Linked DNA regions of Gossypium hirsutum: region 1 is linked to region 2. Evidence: chromatin contacts called from public Hi-C data. All regions are on one chromosome and are shown on one strand. Each heading gives the region's core, a stretch centred on a gene start, on an enhancer-like site or on the middle of the called end of the contact. The rest is flanking DNA. Distances are from core to core; before and after follow the strand shown.

Region 1 (4,015 bases), core at 349-2,848, 150 kb before region 2:
TTCTAATAAATTAGCGATGCAGTTAGGGAATTTTATTGGAATTTTTCAAGAATACGATGGATCTAGTTTGGGGAAAGAAAATATGAATTTCATGAGGATAACAGTTCAAGTTGACGTTCGGCACCCTCTCAAAAGGAAAAAGCAGGTTATGTTTAAAAACAAGTGCTCTTATGTTAGATTTAAGTACGAAAGATTGACTCTTTTTTGTTTCTACTGTGGCCGTCTTGGACATAGTGACTCCTTTTGTGAGGAAAAAATGGAGGCAAGGGTTGAAGTTGATGTGATGGGATGGGATTTATCTCTGCGTGCACAATCAAGAAGAGCCCAAGCAATGAGGAGTGTATGGTTACGGGAGGAAGGAGGTTCTGGGGGAGGAATGAGTGGAGGAAATAATGAAAGGGGAAACGTAGGAACTTTTACGGGAAGTGTTGATCCTATCTTAGGTTTTAATCTAGAAGGTAATGGGTTCTCCTCACAAATAGAAAGGGTTAGACCTTTAAATGATTATAGTCAAATGGCTATAGAACAGGAGTTGGAGAATGAGATGATTATTGGAGAAGAGGGAAAAAAGAGAGGGAGAAAGGATATTGAGAATAGTAGGGAGATGGAAGGGAGAGATAGGAAAGTACAAGGATTCAATCATTTATTATCGGCGGCTGTCAAGAGGCAAGCCGACCGATCGCAATGAAAATACTAAGTTGAAATGTCTGAGGTTTGGGGAATCCTGGAACAGTTCATCGACTTCGACACTCGCTGAAGAAACACTATCCCCTAGTGATCTTCTTAATGGAGACAAAAATAAACAAAAAAGAATGAAAAAAATTCGAAGAAGTTGTGGATTTCACTTTGGAATTGATGTGGATTCAATTGGATCTAGAGGAGGACTTTGTTCAGCATGGAGAAAGAACGCTAGTATTGCACTACAGAGTTTTTCAAATAGACATATTGCTGTGATCATTGAGGAAGAATGAGATGGAGAAAAGTGGATATTTACAGGTTTTTATGGTTCCCTTATTCATATGATAGGGAGGAATCATGGAACTTGTTGCGACAATTAAGAAACCAAGGAGATGACCCATGGCTGGTTTGTGGGGATTTTAATGAAATCTTATATAATTTCGAGAAGAAAGGTGGTCTACCTAGAGAAGAAAAAAGAATGGAAGCATTTCAGAAGGCCTTGGAAGACTGTTGTTTAGTGGATTTGGGTTATTCAGGTAGGAGGTTTACGTGGGAGAAGGGAAATTTGCCAGAATCTAATATCCAAGAAAGATTAGACAGAAGAGTGGCAATAGAATGATAGAGTGATTTATTTCCAAATTTTCTTATTCAACACCTCCCTCATTCTTTCTCAGACCATTGTCCACTTCTCATTGATACGGATCAGAGAGTTAGAAGGATAGCATATCAGAGGTTCAGGTTTGAAGCATGGTGGATTTTGGAAGATACTTTCTTGGATGAGACTAAAAGTATTTGAGAAAACTCAACAGGAGACCTTATGCAGAAGCTGGAAAATTTAAAACGAGGGTTACAAAGGTCGAGTGTCCAGTTCCAACAGAATAAAAGGATGACAAACGAGGTCTTATTGTCAAAATTAGAAATGTTGCTTGATGCAGATAGAAGTGAGAACTTGGCAGAGATTATTGACACAAAAATCCATCTGAACTTAGAAATTGAAAAGGATGAAAGCTATTGGGAGCAGAGGGCTAGAATTAATTGGTTAAAAATGGGAGACAGAAATACAAGTTTCTTTCATAAACAAGCATCGCAACGAAGGAGGCAAAACAGAATCCACAAGTTGCAGGGTGAAGATGGCAGGGCAACTGAAGAATGGAAGAATATGGAGGAAATTGCCAGATCGTACTTTTTACGATTGTTTTCAACAGGAGGGCAACATAACTTTGAGAATATCTTGACAGGTATTAGAAGGTGTATTTCTGAGGAAGATAACATTAAACTTAATGCAAGGTTCACAAAAGATGAAATTCGGGAAGCTCTTTCAGGAATGGGGCCTGCAAAAACACCGGGAGAGGATGGTTTCCTAGCCTTATTCTATCAAAAGTGTTGGTCAATTGTTGGGGATGACATCTCCAATTTTTTGTCTCCAAAGATTAAACGAAGGTATAGAGTTCCAATCAATTAATAAAACAAATATTGTGCTCATCCCAAAAATCCAAAATCCCTCGAGCGTTACCCATTTTAGACCTATTAGTTTATGTAATGTGATTTACAAACTGATTGCTAAAGTCATTGCGAATAGGCTACGAGGGTTAATTCATAAATGTATTGATTTAGCTCAGAGTGCTTTTGTTCCAGGAAGGCTGATTTCTGATAATGTGTTACTTGCTTATGAAATTCTGCACACTTTGAAACTGAAGAGATTGGGGAAAAAAGGATTCATGGCTCTTAAACTGGACATGAGTAAGGCATATGATAGGGTTGAATGGGAGTTTGTTAGAGGAGTAATGGAAAAAATGGGGTTTGACCCATGATGGATTGATTTAGTACTGACTTGTGTCTCTTCAGTCTCTTACTCTGAGTTTCAATGGAAATATCGGTCAAACGTTTCTCCCATCGAGAGGTCTTAGGCAAGGGGATCCTCTAAGTTCATTTTTATTCCTTATTTGTAGAGGACTCTCAAGTCTAATGAGGTTAGCACAAGAGGAAAATGTTTTGAAAGGTGTTAAAGTAAGTCGAAGATGGCCGACTATCTCCCATTTATTATTTGCAAATGATTGTATTTTATTTGCTGAAGCTACAGATAGGGGAGCACATTCATTAAAACAGATACTGCAAGAATACGAGACAAGTTCTGGGCCCCGTGTGAATTTTGAAAAATCGACTTTTTTCTTCAGTACTAATACAAAAGAGAGTGAAAGGAGTGTTGTTTCACAGATCCTTGGAGTTAGAAGAGCTAATGATTTTGAGCAATATCTAGGACTTCCTAGTATGGTGGGGAAAAGAAAGAGATTATCTTTTCAAAACTTGAAAGATAGACTCAAGAAAAAATCAACACTTTATTAGATATCTCTCACAAGGAGGAAAGGAAGTGTTTATCAAGGCAGTTCTACAAGCTATCCCAACATACTCGATGGCTTGTTTCCTACTCCCTAAGACGCTCTGTACAGATTTGGATAGAATAATAGCCAACTTCTGGTGGCAAGAGACTTAATAAAAAAGCTATCCACTGGTGCGCTTGGAAGGATTTATTTCTATTAAAAGAAGATGGTGGTCTCGGTTTTCGTGATTTTGCTAAATTTAACGTTGCATTATTAGCGAAGCAGGGATGACGTCTTATTAATTATCTGAATTATTTATTGGCTCATGTTTTGAAAGCAAAGTATTTTTCCAATTCAAATTTCTATAAAGCTCAGTTGGGGAATCTACCTTCTTTTACCTGGAAAAGTATATGGGCTGCGAGAGGACTTCTTAATAATGGACGCTGTTGGAGGGTGGGGAGAGGTGATCAAATTTCCATGCGGGGAGATTCATGGATACCGGGGATTGCAGCTGACAGAATCACGATTCAAGAAGACAATGACAATGTTAAATTAGTCTCGGATTTAGTTGAGCCAATTAGCAGGAGCTGGAGAACAGAGCTAATAAGAAATACCTTTCAACCAGATGTTGCGGAGCAAATATTAAAAATCCCTCTTGCGGAGACAGAACAAGAAGATCTTCAAGTTTGGAGAGGAGAACCGACAGGGGAGTTCTCGGTGAGGAGTGCCTATAAACTATTACATGGTTCTAATCTGGATCCTAATGATTTATTATTACAGACCGAGACAAAAACTTTTTACAACAAATTATGGAAGTTACATATCCCTACAAAAATTCAGATGACAATTTGGAGGATTTCTTGGGATTTTATCCCGTCCTTTGTCAATCTCAAAATAAAGAGGGTAGTGATAAACACTCTTTGCCCCAGGTGCGGTTCTGCTGAAGAAAATAGCTGGCATATTTTTATTAAGTGCCCTAGATCAATGGAAGTTTGGAATCAGTTAGATTTATCGTGGGT
Region 2 (3,809 bases), core at 476-2,975:
GTGAAAGTTAATATGTGCAGAGCTATGGAGTATTGACCAAAAACCAAACTGGCTAGAATTATACATCTGCGGTTTCATGGATGCAGGTAGCAATAGCAATATCTTTGGTCATAGTTAATAGAGATCTTAATGAGTTAATTTATGGAAACTGAATAATCCAAGAACCTATTTACATAGCAAAAATAGCATCTTTAAGGTCAAAACTTGCTGACATTCAGAATGCAGAATTAGTTATCCAGTGAATAATGTAAAAGAAACTCTCTCTCTCTCTCTCTCTCTCTCTCTATATATATATATATATATATAAGAAAAAGGGAGAGAAACATTGCACATTCCTAAAAATCCAATTATAGAGAAGATGCTAGATTATGTTTTGAGAAACATTAATTGATCAATGAAGCTTTGATTAGTTAAGTAAATTTGGAACAAATGTATAATAATCAAGCTTGAAGTAAAGCAAGGGAATTGAGATCAACTTTTACCAATTAAATAAGCTTAATCGAACAAGCTCAAGCAGTTCAATGTTAATAGAGCTGGAGCTTAAAACTGAAATTCAATCCAAATTGAGCTGAGATTTGAGCCTCGGATTTTAAGTCAAGTGCCAGCTTCTGAGCATAGCTCAGCCCAAGATTTGATTACACACCCTCACCCATATTAATACTGTTGATATTAAAAATTACAACTTCGGTAATCACAAAGCAGGACCAGCCTACCACCTCCTTTGTTAGATTAATAATTAAAAAGTTATCAGATAAAAATTAAACATTCTTTATACCAACAGCCGATACCCAATAAAATGTCAAAATTTAAATCATAAACAAAGTGATTAAATTTCCAATAATTCAGAAAAAAAGAGAGAAAAAAAAATACCTCAACCATGAGAACACCAGGCATTATAGGCCTCTCAGGGAAATGTCCAGGGAAAAAGTTATCATTTATGGTCACATTCTTTATACCAACAGCCGATACACCTGGATTATATTCTATCACTCTATCCACTAACAAGAATGGGAATCTACAAGCCAAATAAAAAAGAACCCAATAAACATATATCAATAACAAGCAAAAGAAAAGCTTAAAAAATAATAAAATTAGTTCACCTGTGTGGTAATATCTCTCTTATTTGATTGATGTCCATCACAGTTGGATAAGCTGGGAACCCTGAAAAATCAAGGGGCAAAAAAACCCCAGTATTTAGAACATACAGATTTCAAAAACTGAAAATTGGGAGTAAAAAAGGGGAAAAAAAAGAAAAAAGAAAAGAGATTACTTGTTTCGATTGGGGTGTCCTTATCTGTGGCGTTGGTTGCATCTAAAGAGCAAAGAAGGGGCGAGTTGGAGCGGCGGGTGAGTTTCAGAGAGAGCGAACGAGATCCGGGGAAAGAAAGAGAAGGTGAAGGAAGAGAGTGGGAGGTCCTTCCGGGTTGACTCAATGAGCCTTGGATGAAAGAAACGAGCGAGTTGGAGGCGAGTGCCATTGGGTTGAGCGATGAATAGAAAGCTGGTAGTAGTGGCGGAGACTTCGAGTTTGAAAGTAAGTGAAACTGTAAAAGGCTTTGGTTAGGCCATGTTGTTTATGCTTGCTTATAGTACCTTATTCAATGGTCGGGGACCAAATAAAATAATAAATAAAATTCATTATAATCATCGCCATTGTAATCATCGTCATCGTTCAAACAAAATTATTTTTCATTTCATAACCATCAAATTACATAGACAGGACCTATGAATACTCAAATTTGTATTTTCTTTTATATATTGGGAGGTGCCTTCTTTTTTTTTTTACTTAAAAATATTAAAAAATAAAATCTTTTTCTACACCAAATTTAGTAGTAAAAAATTATTAAGTTTATCAAACATACACTAACTTTCTTTTTTAACTGGTTAAATAATATTCTAAATTGACTGGTAAGTCCGCATGTGAACCACCCGATTTAAACATATCATTTACTAGACTTTACAAAATATAAGATGATTTAAGGTGCGACACAAAATAAAAAAAAATAAAATGAAAATAACATGAATACATGGAACTCATGTGTAAAAAATTATATAAATTTGCCAATAATCTTTTGGTCTAGTGGTAAGAGCATTTGTATTGTGACACGAGAGTTTAGATTCAATCTCTAACAACCTCATCTCTACTCTCAATTATAAAAACAATTTATATAAATTTAAAATACCTACATAGATATTTTTAAAAAATAATTTATATAAATTGAAGGCATAATGACTTATTTGGCTCTCCAACTTTATCAAAAAATTATTTTAGCCTTCTATTTAATTTTTTTCACATCTTTTAACCCTTGAACTTGTACTGTTTGTCAACTCATCTCAAAATGAATGAAAAAGTTAAAATTTGTTAACTTTGTTGACATTGCATTCATATGGTAATCCACATGTATACCACATTAGCAATTAATTAATTTTTTAAATATTAGAAAATATTTTTATAATTTTAATAATTTTAAATTTTTTTATAGTTTTTTAATTTTTAAAATTAATTAATTATTGACATGACATCCACATGGATATTCACATATATGCCACATCAGCAAAGTTAACAAACGTTAAATTTTCTATCCATTTTGAGGTGATTTGACAAACAACGCAAGTTAAAGAGTTGAGATAAAAAATTAATCAAAAAGCTAAAATTATGTCTAAATTCAAATGTAACGCCCCAAAACCCGACCTAGGAGTTTAGACCGAATTTCGGAGGTCACATTGATCACCAAAGTGATTTGAAACAATTTTACAAAACGAGTTGTTAAAATCCTATTCGAACACAGTTATTAAAATCGAACTAAACCATTTAGCCCTTTTAGGATTTAAAACAGAGAATTCAAGTCACGTTGAATGTGCTCGGAAATAAAGTTCTAAAGTTTCTAGAAATCAAAACAAAACTACTTACGAAAATCCAAAATTAGATTGTACCACAGTCTTTATAGCTGTTTACAGTTCCAAACATTTCACAAATTTAAAAATCTGAAAAGTCCTTTTTATTAGTCCGGCTTAAAACATGTCATTCTGAGACCCCCCGGCATGTCAAGTCCAGCTACAGAAAATGAGAGTACCTGCAAAGGAATAAACTAAGAGGGGTGAGCTACACGAGCTCAGTGTGAGTTCAAAAACGATAGATAAATGAACACCAAAATGTCACAATAAAAAAAATATCTCAATGGCAATCTGATATACGAATAGTCTTCACAAACAAATCAAATGTGTCAGTACTCAAACACCTCGATTTATAAACAGTTAGTCTTGCAATCAAACAGACAGACAGATTGTGGAATGAATGTAACAAGTAATAAAAACCCACCTAACCAGCCAAACACCTCTCTGTCCCCCAATCACACCCCAAAAAGAGCTAATTAAGCTCATCCAACCATGCACACCACATAGGAACTCGAAAGGCCCATCCAACCCTACACACCAAGTATGTGGACTTAGCCACTCAAATGTTAATATGTAGTAGAGCTGACATATATGGCGTACTGTGTATTACGGTAAACCGTTGTACATACATGTTACAGTTGAAACTGCCAAAACAGATCAGACTCCCTTCTCTTCGCAACCAAACCCAAAAAGATTAATGCAAATGCAAAATGCACGCCATTTGAAGACAGACTTACAAAAGCAAAGTATGGAATCAAAAATTCACACATTCAAATACCCAGAATCAGAATCAAATATAACATAACATTAATTAACACTCAACTGAATCAATTAATTAGAGCTAAGATTGCGAATAACGCACGAGTCCAGGCCGAAACAAAGTCCTGACCACCCTTACAAGGACCTAGCCAAGG

What was found. Hi-C and Micro-C count contacts between places; a contact is called where the count stands out from the background.
Region 1: a Hi-C map of leaf shows a contact between it and region 2, with 4 times the contacts expected there. The contact joins the promoter of LOC121215392 here to the promoter of LOC107950400 in region 2. A contact is called at or near these places in 13 of 34 Hi-C or Micro-C datasets (callus, hypocotyl, leaf and 1 more).

What each region holds. Positions count from the first base shown.
Region 1 is chrD03:6,061,794-6,065,808 of Gossypium_hirsutum_v2.1, reverse strand. It overlaps LOC121215392, which reads left to right and starts at 1,598. Exons shown (of 4, transcript XM_041089848.1): 1 at 1,598-2,118; 2 at 2,258-2,476; 3 at 2,628-2,685; 4 at 3,372-4,015. The coding sequence starts at 1,598.
Region 2 is chrD03:5,914,492-5,918,300 of Gossypium_hirsutum_v2.1, reverse strand. LOC107950400 (3-hydroxyacyl-[acyl-carrier-protein] dehydratase FabZ) reads right to left here and starts at 1,725. Exons shown (of 4, transcript XM_016885244.2): 1 at 1,271-1,725; 2 at 1,101-1,161; 3 at 871-1,015. The coding sequence starts at 1,478.